Linked DNA regions of Mus musculus: all the other regions are linked to region 3. A link is a contact called in public Hi-C data. All regions are on one chromosome and are shown on one strand. Each heading gives the region's core, a stretch centred on a gene start, on an enhancer-like site or on the middle of the called end of the contact. The rest is flanking DNA. Distances are from core to core; before and after follow the strand shown. Region 1 has its middle 19 kb from the start of Il2ra. Region 2 has its middle 23 kb from the start of Gm10851. Region 3 holds the start of Prkcq (protein kinase C, theta).

Region 1 (4,207 bases), core at 876-3,375, 450 kb before region 3:
ATGGAGTTTCAGACTCAGTCTACATGACCCAGGGCTGAGGCGTCATCAAGTTCTCAAGTACTTGTAGATAATTTTAAAATGTAGTCTCCATTGAATGTATGACTTAAGTCTTACTTAGCAATTGATATTCAAGATGAAGAAATGAGAATAGAGAAATGGCTAAGTTGGTAAAGTTCTCGATGTGCAGGCATGAGGACCTGAGTTGTGTCACCAGAACTCATGTGACCAGCGAACCTAACCTCTTTAGTGAGCATCAGGTCAGAGACCCTGTATTAAAAATCAAGGTGGATGACACATCCCAGAGGATGGTACCTGAGACTGTCTTTTAGCCTCCACAGGAATGTACACACACAAACACACACACACCACAATGTGAGAGTAGCAAACATGGTTTGACTTTTAGAACATCAAGTTGGAGCTACTAATTAAACCTTCTCAAAGACAAGGCATGTTAAATTATGTTGTTCTATTTTACAAAAAAAACACTTTGAGGAGAGCAGATTTATGGGAAGATATAGGAGTTTTTCACAAGACCCAGGGAGCTCATTAGGTATGGTAGCTTGAATGAGTTAAAGGGAAAGAAGTAGAGACGTTTAATGAATAAACATTACAAGGCTCTGCCTATAGCTCCCAGTCTTACTCATTCCTTTTCTCAGTAAGTATGTGATTATCCATAAACAGCCAATGAATCTGAATTTCCCCAAGCCAGAGCCCCATTCCTGTTGCTTTCTGGCGCAGTCAAAAGGGTCATCATACCATCCTGAATATGCCCAGTCTTATCTCAAGAAGCAGACAGCAGTGCCAAAAGCCTTGGTCAACCAGATGGTTGTAGTTGCAGGAAAGTGTGTGTGTTGGGAAGGGGAGATAGACAATTCTAACGACAGTGACTGTGGGCTGAGTAGGTACATAAAGGAAAACAAACTTAACTATAAAATATAAAAGTCTGTGGCTAGAGAATTGGCTCAGTGGTTAAAAGCACTAACCTCTCTCCTAGACGACCCAGGTTTTAATTCCCAGCACCCAAATAGATGCTCACAATCATCTGTAACTCTAATCCCAGAGGATCAAAGCCCTCTTCTGACCTCCATGGGAACTGTACACACATGGTGCACAGATTTACATGCAAGCAAAACACTGATACACACTAAAAATAATAAAATAAAATTTAAAGATATTAATGTAAAATTCAGAATGGATTTAAAGAAAACCATGCATGTTGCTGTATGCCCATAATCCTAGCATCTAGGAGTCAGAGGCAGGAGGACCATAGCAACTTTGAAGCTAGCTTGGTCTACAGAGTAAACACCAGGCTAACCAGAGTTCCTTAGGGAGCCCTTCCTCTCCCAATGACACAGGAAAGAATTAGAATAGTGGCTGCCCTTCCCCAGCTTGTGTTGTGGTAGGGTCATGACAGGAAGCCCAAGCTGGTATTGAACTTAAGATCCCTCTTGCCTCAGCCTCTCTAATTCCAGAATTACAAGCATGGGCCTATTCCCAAGCTGGGTATGGAAATGCTTGGCAAGTTCTTCCACTGAGCCATGTCCACAGCCCTCAACAACTCCTAGTTCTAGATTTAATAAATCGTTTGTAGCAACTTTATAATCTCAATTCTTTAAGCACAATTCTTTAAAGCCATGTTCCTACCAATCCATTATTTCAAGCAAGAAATATAAATCTAGGTATAGACAACATCTGTGTATTGCATCCTAGCTACTAGGAGTACTGAATAGAAGTTGTCATCTTCTTGACCCTCTTTCTAGTCTTCTTCCAAGAAGAAGAAGTTGATGGGCTAAGTCTAGTGAGCATTGGCCAATATTTTTGCTCCCAAGAGAATGAATGTACAAAGGGTGGTGTAAGCTCTCTGCTCTGAAGCAGGTCAAGACAAGCCTCTTCCTCCATAGAGTAGCTGAACAAGAGTCTCTTCCCTACCCCAACTCCCCACATGTAAGTCCCAAGCCTCTAGTCATTTATGCCTCAGATCCATCATGTATTCCAATCTAGATTTACCACAGTGTGGATACTTTAATCTTCATGTTCCATTTATTTCCCCAAAGCTTCAGTAGTCAGAAAGGAGTGAGGTGAAATGAATGAGCGCCCTGGTTTCTTCCATTTTCTGTTGCTATAACAACAGCAACAACAAACCCTGAGATAGTGATTACGTCATGAGTCATGGTGCATCCTTGTTATTCCAGCACTTAGGAGGCATAGGCAGAAGGCTATCCTATGCTACATGAGGCCCTGTCTCCACAGCCTCCTCTCCATCACCCCAAAATGAAAGTTTTTCCCTAAGTCTTTCTAGATTTAGGAGACTGGGAATTTCCAAACATGGCATCAGAGTGTTTTAAGCTTCTCACGAAGACTTCATATTGCTTCAACCCATGGAAGAAAAAGGAAAGGCAAGCAGATATTTTTGGAGCTGACAGAAAGAGAGGGGCAGCCGGGCGTGGTGGCACACGCCTTTAATCCCAGCACTCGGGAGGCAGGGGCAGGTGGATTTCTGAGTTCGAGGCCAGCCTGGTCTACAAAGTGAGTTCCAGGACAGCCAGGGCTATACAGAAAAACCCTGTCTCAAAAAAAAAAAAAAAATGAGAGAGAGGAGGGGGGGCAGCCTGCTTCATGACAAGCTGTTCCCATGAGAATGGCATTAGTCACAGCTAACGGTCTAACCGCCTCATGAAGGCTCCCATCTCCCAGCAGCAGCACCACCACAGTGACAACCGAATTTCGACTTGAGATTTGGAGGGGACAGACCACATTAAAGGACAGCCGAGTGAAGTTCCAGTTCTGTGGGTATAGTAGAAATGATCTCACACTGAACAAGGCAGTAGGGCCTACAGCTGCTTGCCCCCTTAACCCCGGGCGATTCTATGGGGGCTGCTCAATTCCAAGACCTTCTTTCCTTCTCGATGGTGCAGAGCCAAGCCACCTCGTGGTCTCCAACAGCCCCCATGTGAATGTGAAGAAGAAGTTTCAGACTTCCTTTCTTTTCTGGAACAATGTTCATATCTAGCGGAGCAAAATGTCCTCTTTGGAGCACAGAAAACCAGCACTCCAAGAGAGACAAATATTAAATTCTAATCTTCAACTTTTCTTTGTAATAGAAGTGACCTTTGTTTTTGTTCAAGGAAAATCTCTAAATAGAAAGGAAATGAGAGGTAGGAAGCAAAGAGGAAAGAAAATATCTGTTAAGGGGAAAAGTCGAGAAATTCACCTGAAGGCTTCTCTGAAGGTCACACTAACAGATGTTTTGATAAAGCCATCCTCTCTGGTGCACTGTCCTACCTTCACTGGCAAGTTAGAGTGAGAGAAACCAAAACAACACCTTTCCCTTTGTCCTGAGGACATGACTTTGCAAGACCTCAATTTATCTGGTCTCTGGGCTCTTCATCCTGATGCTTAGCTCACACTACGGAACAGTCTGGTTTAATAAAGCATTTTAAAGCCCATGATGGGAGAAGTTACAGACCCTAGTATGGACGCTACTGCCCCTCCTCTAAGTGGATATCAAGCTGACTTCTAAATATTATGTTTACATTTATATTTGCTCAGAGGAGAGTCATTTTTCTGTAGTGGGCAATGCTAACTTCAGAGACTCAGTCTGTCAAAACCCTGGGAATATGTGATGGTTGAGTGCCCGGCCAACAATGGAATAGCTATGTCACTCCCTCTGAAGCACAGGAAAATCCAAGAAGACAGGGCAGGAAAAATGTGAGAGTTGGAAGAAGTGGTGGGGTGTCGTGGAATTCTGCCTTGTGGGCATGTCCTGGCTGTTATAGCCATGAACTCATAGCAACTGTGTTTTCCTATGAAAGACTGGAATAGTCAACATGCTGTCATGGAACAGAGAGGGACCCTGGGGGCTCTGGTTCTTCCTGGGCATGTTTAGGCAGCTCATGGTTGCTAGGGAATTGAGAAACATTTTCTATTTTCTTCAGTAGTGTAAGGTATCTGTGCTCCTGTAAATAGCCGGTCACCCGTTCTCCTGAAAGCATCCTAATGAGACTCAGTGCATCACACACAAAATATATGAAAACAGAGATGGGCTTGGGGGCAAGACAAAGGATGTTAGCCTAAGTGAATAGGACGTATGATCAATATGGCCTAAGAAACTTTAAAACCCCTAAAATTAAACTGGAACCTTTAAAAATGGATGAAAATGTGTTTTTAAATATGAAAGTGGCCTGCGAGGAATGGTCATTTGGAAAAT
Region 2 (4,315 bases), core at 1,296-3,795, 370 kb before region 3:
GTGAGTCTGTGACCTTTATGTCCGCCCTCAAGGCTCTTTGTGTGAGTCTGTGACCTTCAGGTCCACCCTCAAGGCTCTTTGTGTGAGTCTGTGACCTTCAGGTCCACCCTCAGAGACCCCTTAGTATTAGTATGTCTGCTTGAGAAATAAGCAAAGAGAGGCTGAGAAGGGTTAGGTATCTTGCTAAAAGTCACACAGCAAATTATGTGAGGAACAGAGCTGCCTTTGCATCTGCCTTTCGAACATGGACCCAATCTGTCACATGCTGTGTAGTCTGGCCTGGCCTGGCCTGGCCTGGTCTGGTCTGGTCTGGTCTGGTCTGGTCTGGTCTGGTCTGGTCTGGTCTGGCACAGAATGGCATGGTATGTTGTGGCATGGTATGGTGTGTTATCTATGTCAGAAAAACAGCAAGTGATACACTAAACCTCTATTAACAATCAAGCTCTTTGTGAGAAGTAGAGAGACGGCATCACGTGAGAGATATATGCTCATTGGTGAAAAAAGGCCTCGACTCTATATCCCAGTCAGGACCTCCTTTTTTCTCTCTAAGTGCAGACCCCAAGACATCCTTAAGGAGGGAGCTTTGTCAGCCACTGATTCTCTCATTGATCCCACAGGAGCTCTGTGGTCTGAGGGAAGGTAATAGTTTCAAGTCTGTTTTAGTATCTGCTATCCAGCCCTCAGCATAGGTGGGGGCCACTCATCCCACAGGATGATGATCGGGTTCACTGACCAGTCAGTCTGTAAATAAGTATACCTCGGTCACTGCGCTCCCGCGAGACGGTTCTGGGAGTGGCTTAGGCAGGAAGAGGCAGTGGAATGACTTGGAAGCTAGGAAACGAGACACTCATAGGTCACCTTCATCAAGTACTGTCTGAGTGATTTCATTGAAGCCACTGGAGTCCATTTACCTATGTGTCTGAGAAGGAAGTGAGCTAATGCTCTCTTGGCTCTGACTCTGAGGTCGGTGTTGTCCAGTTGCTTGGATGCTTGTTACACACAGACACCAAGTGTGTTTGGCTTGCGGGGCTTCAGAGCAAAACTGGATGTAAGAAGAAAAGGGTGTGTGTGTCTCGGTAGGTATCGTAGCTCAGTTGATAAACGGCTTGTCTAGCATGCACAGAACCCCTGGCTTGCTTCACAGTCCTGAGCGTGTTGGTGCATATCTGAGATCCTAGCACTTGGGAAGATCAGAGTTCAAGGTCATCCTTGGCTACAAGGTCTGGCTGAGCCACTTGAGGGGGACAGGGGATGGAAGGATTCCAGCTGCAATTTTGTCCCCCCAAAGATAGTGCTGTGTATCTGTCAGTGTGTGTAGGTGAGAAGCTGAGTTCTCAGGTGAGTGACATGTGAAAGACCCTGCCTCCAGTCTCTATTCCTTTGGCTCTGACTTGAGTACTGAACTTGACATTGTTACTACATTGTATCCCCTCACTAAGCCTGCCTGCAACTCTGTGTCTCAGGGCAGGCTGTCCTAAGTACAAGCTTGCTTCCTGATAGGCTTCCCACAGTCTAACGTCTGTGTAAGTCCCTCCTGCTGTCTAGGGAAAGGGTGACTATGCACTTTTACAGTAGGTTAGAGGGAAAGTTGGAGGCCCTTGAATTTTCTTTGTATGCCCAAGTATAGTGTGAGTCAAGTACAGACTCACACAAAGCACCTTACTGTTAGTTCCCAGCACTTGTGAAGAAGCTAGAAAAACTTAGGGAGTTTGTTTCCTTTAATTTTATTTGCTTTATTTTCTTTAAATGTCAGACAACTCGAACTCTACAGAAAACGAGACAGTCTTTCTATGTAATCCATGACGTCCAAAAGCTCACCCTGTAGATCAGCCTGACTTTGAACTCATAGAGACCTGCCTGCCTGTGTCTCTCTGCCTCCCAAATTCTGGGATTAAAGGTGTGGGACCACCATGCCCAGTCTACATAGAGAATTTGAGACTATCCTGGGCCATATGAGACCCTATCTCAGATACCAAGAAGCTAGCCCCTTCTTCCCCCCTACCCCCCAAAACAACTGCAGAGTAGACACCAGTGAGAAGAGGCTGAGGAGGAGCAGCTCTGGTCTGGGGAGCACTGTCCCTCTTCCCGTTTCCCCATAACTGTGTGTACAACTCCTGGTGGTGCGCCTTAGGATCTCAGCGAGGAGTCTTCGCTCCAGGGTGTCTCAAGCCTTAGCGGAGATGATCGAGGTACTTGAAGAAGAGCAGACAGGCTTAAGGTTAACCTGCCCTCCCTCTGACCTTGCTTCAGAAACTGTCCTCTCCGACTACTCAGCAACAACCTCTCTCTTTTTTTTTGCAGACACTCTGTCAGGACGATTGTCTTGTTCCCCTTTCCCAAGGAGAATTTTTCAGAGGCTCAGGTGCCCCTGATGCACGTGGACACTGAGATACCAAATCCTTTTAGGTTAGCTGCTCTGCCGCCACGGTGTTGTTAGTGTAGGGCTTTGGACTCTGTAACCTTTCTCTTTAAGGCTGCTTTGACTGACCATCCAGTTGCACTGAGAAAGGAAGGGCTAATCAGTTAGTGGAGGCAAAGGGGAAGTTAGGGAGATACCTCAAAGGAAGTGTGCACTTTGAACCAGAAGAGAGAAAGTGAAGGTCTGACTTGGGCTCAGACAGACTTTAGGGCAAGGCTGCCCTTTCTGTTGAGATCTGAGCCTGCTGGCAGCCAGATGCCATCTGAGATCAGTGGGCACGGAAGCATTAGTAGCAGAAGGCCAAAACCTGACGTTTTTGTCTGAGTTGCACTTTACAATTAATTCAGGAACTCTGCCACCCCAAGGCAGCGTCTTTTGTAGCCCAGGTTGGTCATAAGCTAAGGCTGGCCTAAATCCTGACTCTCCTGTCTCTACCTCCCCAAGTACCACCATGCCCAGCTTTACTGGGAAACTGGTAGTGCTAGGGATAGAGCCCAGGTCCCCAGGCATGTTAAACCAGCATTCCACCACGGAGCACATCTCCAGTTCTCAAGTTTACTCTTAACCTCCTTGAGGCAGGATCTCAGGCTGCTTAACTATCTATAGGCTAGCCAGGCTTTGATCTTGTAATCTTCTGCTTCAGCCCTCCCCCAAAGCGGGCATCATAGGTTCATCTTATTGCAAAAATGTTTTTAAGGCCAGGCATGGTGGCACACGCCTTTAATTCTAGCACTTGGGAGGCAGAGGCAAGTGGATCTCTGCGTTCCAGGCCAGTCTTGCAACATGAATACACACACACACACATGCAAATGTATATATGTATATATATATATTTTTTTCTTCAAGCAGGGTCTCATTATATACCCTTGGGTGGCCTAAAGCTTGTCATGTGTGTGTATGTGTGGTGTGTGTGTGTGTGTGTGTGTGTGTGTGTGTGTATGTATATATGTATATACTGTAATTTTTTTTAAACAGATTTTCTCTACATAGCCCTGTCCAGACTCGCATTGAACTTACGGAAATCTACTGCCTTAGCCTTTCAAGTGTGGGATGAGAGATTTTTGCCACCATGTCTAGCAATTTAAGAAAAGTGTTTATTAAATGTTGTTTATTGCCGGGTGACGGTGGTGCACTTCCAGAACAGCCAGTGCTATGCACAGATAGACCATGTCTGGAAAAAACAAAAAAACAAAAGGAAGAAACAAGGATGTTACTTATTTTTATTTTACGGGTGTTTTGTTTAGAGATACATCTGTGTACTGTGTGCAAGGAGTGCCCAAAGAGACCAACAGAGGGCGTCGGATCCCCCTGGAATTGGAGTAACTGACACGTGGGTTCTGGGAACCAAACCTGGCTCCTCTGAAAGAGCAGCCAGTGTTCTTGTCCACCGAGCTGCCTCTCCAGCTCCTGCAATTTAATTTTTAAAATATTTAAACATTTTAATTTTTATGTCTGTGTATCACATGTGTGCATTGCCTGTGGAGGTCAGTAGAGGGCCTTGGACCCCCTGGGATTGGGGTTGCAGGTAGCTGTTAGCCCCCTTATAGGTAGCTGATGCTCTCCACCAAGGACCCGATTTTCCAGCCTCTTCATTGATTGTTTTGGGAAAGGGTCTCACTCTGTCACCCTGGCTGGCCTGGCACTTGTTTGCTATGAAAACCAGGCTGGCCTCAAACTCACAGAATTCCTCCTGCCTCTGCCTTCCAAGTGCTGGGGTTATGAGTGTATCACTACACCTGGCTTATTATTATTTTAGTTATGCAGCTCTGTGTGGGTTTGTGCATGTGATTAAAGTACACAGGAAAGCCACAAGGGGGTGCCAGATCCCTGGAGCTGGAGTTATAGGCAGCAGTAAAGCAGCTTGATGTGGACACTGGGTATTGAACATGGAGCAGC
Region 3 (4,756 bases), core at 2,205-4,704:
GGCACGCGGACACACGTCATGTGTTACACTGCACACAAACATATCCCATAGTCACAAAAGAAAACGGCTTAAGAATGAAAGTGACGATCACATGAAGCTGTCCAATCTTTCACTTAAACGTGCCTGAAAGGTGGCTGGAGACATGGCTCCCTGATTATGGCATTTACTGCTCTTCCAGAGGATGCTAGTTCAATCCCAGCACCCATGTGGCAGCTCACGACCTGTAACTCCAGTCCCAGGTGATCTACCACCCACTCTGGCCTGCATGTGGTGCACAGACATGCTCACAGACAAAACACTCAGACCCATAAAACAGAATTAAGTCAATCCTTCTAAAGAGGTTACAATGGTCAGTTTTACGTACACTTCTGTCAGGTGACCTGACATATAGTTTACAGCAGGGCTTACTGCCCAGGCAAATTTGCCTCTTACGCCTTCTAAATGCTGGGCAAGTGACTTAGCTCTCTCAAGCCTTGGCTTCCTCTTCTGAAAAAAAAATGAGAATAAGAATACCAAATTTATGAGGACTTTTATGAAAATTAAATGTGACAATAATTATAATTAGCATATAAATCATAAATAGTAATGATCCTTTGTGCTTTTAGTTTAGTCTGTTTTCTTAGGGGGTGTCTGGTATCTCAGGATGGCCTTGAACCCACTATGTAGCCAAGGATGAGTTTGTTCCTGTTCTCCCTTTCCTGAGTGCTGGGATTATATGCATGCAGTACCACGGCTGGTTTCTGCTCTGCTCAGGACAGAACCCAGGGCTTCCTGCATGCTAGGTAGAAACTCTACCAATGGAGCTACCCACATCCCTAGCCCAAACATTATTGTTTTGGTTTGTTCTGGCTATGATTATCATCAATACCATTAGCTTAATTCAAAAGCTAACACAATCTAGCAACCTGTAGAAGGACGTGCTCCCAAGACAAGGACTTATCAAATAAATGGCAATTTAACCCCAGAGCAGAAATCCATGATTCTGAACTCAGATGAGATTGTTTCAACTTCTGGGACCTTAGACTTTCAACCCTCCCCCAACTGCCTGCCAAGAATATGCAGAGATGATATAGCAATCAGAATATCACTGTATACAAATATCTGGCAGGTTGAGATGAAAGATGTTTCAAGCCTTGCTAAGACACACCTTTTAATTCACTTTTCTGGCTCCACATTGTGCATTTCAGTGGATGGCCAAATATCTATGGTTATATAGAAAGCACTAATTAGATTCTGGGTTATTAAAAAATATTGACTGAACAGGCTATATTTAAGGATATGTATGTCTTTACATATTTGCATGCAATAACACATTTCAGAGAGCTTCCAAGACCTGCTGTGAACACGGGAAGTAGAAGGGTGTTGAGAAGGATATTTGAGATTCTAGAAAAGCTGGGTTTGACTCTATGAGCAGCATCCCTGGGAGCCTTGGAAGAGAGGAGAGAGCCGTCATAGAGACTGCGCTGTGTGGCTACACAGTGTAGGCAGAGGCCCTGCTGGGAGGGGGCACTGGTGGGAGAACAGGTGTTGGGAGCTTGTCCAGGAGTCACTGCCACCCTGAGCCACCACAGCACAAGGCAGTGCACAAGTGAACCTGACCAAACATCGGGCAACAAGAATCTCCCTGAGAAGCTGCTGCCATTTCAAAGTGTAGACAGCAATCCTGGGCCTTGGAATTAGAAACTATTGATGCCAGAAAGGTTACCCTTGGGACAGGCAGTAAGAGTCACCAAGGGGATTAAACGACGATACAACAGTTGTAAAAACTAAAACAGAACCCCTTCATTTAGATTGAATTGCTCAACTTGGCAGGGAACTGTGCAGGTTTCAGATCTTCCTAGGCTAAATCGTCATATATATGCACTCTCAATCAGCAAAAGAAACAGCCTAACAAGATCTTTCTGTGGTAGACACCTGCATCAGACAATGGCACTGATCTCTGGGGGATTTTAAACAGCTGTGCATAAACTTCAAAAGTAATTTGCAACCAAATTAGTAAATGTCACCCTTCTTCCCACAAGACACAGCATTTTTTTTTAAAAAAAGAGAGAGCAAGCATCCTCATTTAAGCCTGCCATTTTACACATTCTCAAAGATAAGGGGGTGGGGGGTGCGGCGGGATGAAGATGATGTTTCACAAGGTTGGGGTGTGGGTGGGGTGAGGTACTCAAGATCTTAGAAAAGGACTACTCAGGCAAGGAAACAAGCCCTGGGGAGGAAGAAGCAGTGGTGGGCATGGCTTCCAGGACAAATGCACGGAGCCATTAAGTTCTGTTTCCTTGACTCCTGAATCCCGAGACTTTTCCTTTGCTAAATGAAAGGGACAAATGAACTGAGCTGAGAAGACAAAGGCAGATCCCCCATATCTTGTCTGAGGTTCATCACACAATTCCCCAGTCTAGGTCTGTGTTCTCAAAAGGCACCTGCAGCTTAAAGGACTGGGGCTTGGGCACAAACGGTCCATTTTTCCCACTGACAGCCCAAGCTCTTTCTCCCTCCCCCCCAACCCCCACCCCTGCCCTCCGCCCTCCCATCTCCACACATACCCAGCTGTGTCACCACTGAATAATCTTTTATTAGCACCATGGCCAGCCCACATAGTAGCAGGACAGCCCAGAGGACAGGGCAGCTCTGTGACGCTCCCCTTGCAGAGAACACCAGAATCACTAAGGTTCAGCCCGCCGTTGGACCTCTCTCCCACGCCCACATGGAGTCATTAAAGTCACCCGTGGTACTTTGATAATGCCAGCTCTTAAAACTCCAGTGGAACAAAGAGGTTGCATATAACAAAATGCATCTTAACATGTGACACTCAAAGCTAGAAAATAATCTTGTTCTAAGGAAGTGAATACCTCAACTTTTAAAATCAAACAACAAACAAACACCTAAAATACAACCTAGCCCCTGAAAAACAAAACAAAACAAACAAAAACCCGAATCAAGCGCTGCAGCAAATTCCCAGAAAACTAGGTGTTCTCCATGGACAGGTCTCCTAGGACAGAAAACACTCCTTACAAGTCTATGGTTTTGTTTTTGTTTTTGTTTTGTGGAGAACACATAAAGTTGCAACTGTTTCCTTTTTCCTAGCCTGCCTTTCCTCGGGTGCTAAGGAAACGCAAAGGAAGAAGGAAGCGCCCCTCAGTCCCTGACCCCAGCTTCCACTGGTCAAGGTCGCCAGCACACAAGAAACCAACGACTGGAGGAGCCCCAAAGTTTGCTTTTTCTCGATTTTGTTCTCACCCCTGTTACTCCTGACAGTCCCCTACCCTTTCCTGGAACACTTGCAAGAGACATTCGGGTGGCCCTTCAGGCCCTGATCTTTGGCACCTCCAGTCTGCTCACTCCTCGGTGGTAACTTGGGACCCTGGGTCCTACCTGGTGTCGCGGCCGCGGTCCCAGAGCAGCGCCGCTGTTGCTCGGATGGCGGGGACTGGCGCGGGCCTGGCGACCCAAGGGTACTCCGGTGGCGGCACCGGCCAGAGGGCGCTCGCCACGCCGGCTCAGGGACGCGCGCCTGGTTGCGTTCCGCGAGCGCTCTCGGCCTTCCTCCTGCTGGCTCTGTCCCCACCCTCCATCCTCACGCCTCACTGGCCACTTGTCGCTCTGCCGCGACTGGGACCCGGAGGCTGCAGGAGGTCTGGATGAAGCAGTCACCGGGCGGGGAGCGACGCCGCAGGCAGCGCGAAGCGGGACGGACGCCAGAGCCTCAGCCGCCTGAGTGCCAGAAAGGGGGGCGCGAGAGCAGTCTCTTCTTGCTTAGCTGAAAAACCATAAATGAGCAGCCAGTGGGAAGGGCTAAGGTCGCCGGCAGAAAGAAGTGTTTTATTTAATCCATTTTGCATTACAAAGGGCTTACGAGTTGCTTTTGTTTTGGTTTGCTTTTTAATTACCTACGAGTGTGTTTGGACACAGCTCTGTAGTGGCATAGAGGCTTCTTGGTGGAGTCTTATGAATGATTTTTGATGTTTTGAACTGCTGTAAACTGTACAGCATTTCGGCAGCAACTTTTCGTCACTAGGGTGTATTTGTCTTTTTAAGAGTTTTTATGCCATGCTGCTAATGTTCATGATTGTCTCTATAACAAGGGGTGGTAGATTTTCGCGCACTTAATAAAATTACATTTTTGTTGTGCAGTACAGGAAGGCCAGATTAGTATGAGAATTTAAATAGTAACACTATTTAAATACTCCACCCTACCCCATGTTCTCCTCAGCAGGCTTCTGGTTACTGACATACATCATCTTTAAATGGCCACAGGTACGGAGAGTTTCAGCTTCTAATGTGACTCTACAGATGACACTGAGACATGGAAGTGCTTGGTGACTTGATCAACTGATACTTGGGGCTGTGTTAAGAAGCCACAAATGGCGATACTTCCCTATAATGTATATGAACCATCAAAACCAATGCACAGAGTTTTAAAGGTTACAAAAATATTTGGCCAAAATTAATCCACTTTGCCATTTGTTGATACATAAGCACTGAACTAGCCCACAAGTCAGGATCTTACAATACAGAGGCTGTGCTTCCAGCCCTGAAGTATGATGACCTCAGGACATCAAAGTCTGGCACATAGTAGGCCTCCATTATATTTTGGCTATTACATTTGGCAGAAAAGTGTGTCATGCCTGGGAACAAGGTCAAAGGGCTGGAGTGATGGTCCCCACTTCTGCCCCAGTCTGTGACTGCTAAGGATCCTCTTGTTCAAAGATGAAAGGACTGGCTTCTCCAGCCAGTCTTCAGTAGATCCTACTGG

The links. A called contact is a pair of places that touch in the nucleus more often than the background predicts.
Region 1: a Hi-C map of Th1 cells shows a contact between it and region 3, with 5 times the contacts expected there. The contact joins the enhancer-like site here to the promoter of Prkcq in region 3. A contact is called at or near these places in 2 of 484 Hi-C or Micro-C datasets (CD8 T cells and Th1 cells) and 3 of 115 datasets of contacts at active chromatin or transcription factors (memory CD8 T cells, regulatory T cells and thymic regulatory T cells).
Region 2: a Hi-C map of hematopoietic stem and progenitor cells shows a contact between it and region 3, with 2.9 times the contacts expected there. The contact joins the enhancer-like site here to the promoter of Prkcq in region 3. A contact is called at or near these places in 1 of 39 promoter capture datasets (the HPC-7 cell line), 2 of 484 Hi-C or Micro-C datasets (hematopoietic stem and progenitor cells and natural killer cells), 8 of 115 datasets of contacts at active chromatin or transcription factors (the 230-238 cell line, astrocytes, bone marrow-derived macrophages and 4 more) and 2 of 9 other capture datasets (adipose tissue and liver).

Annotation. Positions count from the first base shown.
Region 1 is chr2:11,621,844-11,626,050 of GRCm38.p6, reverse strand. No RefSeq gene overlaps it. Among named protein-coding and RNA genes, the nearest start is that of Il2ra, 19 kb to the left of the region's middle. Within about 2 kb of position 2,125, at least 35 of the 459 cell types and tissues checked have an H3K27ac peak or open chromatin away from gene starts, as enhancers often do. A contact at or near this core is called in CD8 T cells, Th1 cells, memory CD8 T cells and 1 more, where this site is marked.
Region 2 is chr2:11,542,766-11,547,080 of GRCm38.p6, reverse strand. It overlaps a transcript of Pfkfb3 not described here. Among named protein-coding and RNA genes, the nearest start is that of Gm10851, 23 kb to the right of the region's middle. Within about 2 kb of position 2,545, at least 68 of the 459 cell types and tissues checked have an H3K27ac peak or open chromatin away from gene starts, as enhancers often do. A contact at or near this core is called in the HPC-7 cell line, bone marrow-derived macrophages and hematopoietic stem and progenitor cells, where this site is marked.
Region 3 is chr2:11,171,080-11,175,835 of GRCm38.p6, reverse strand. Prkcq (protein kinase C, theta) reads right to left here and starts at 3,454. Exons shown (of 18, transcript NM_008859.2): 1 at 3,376-3,454.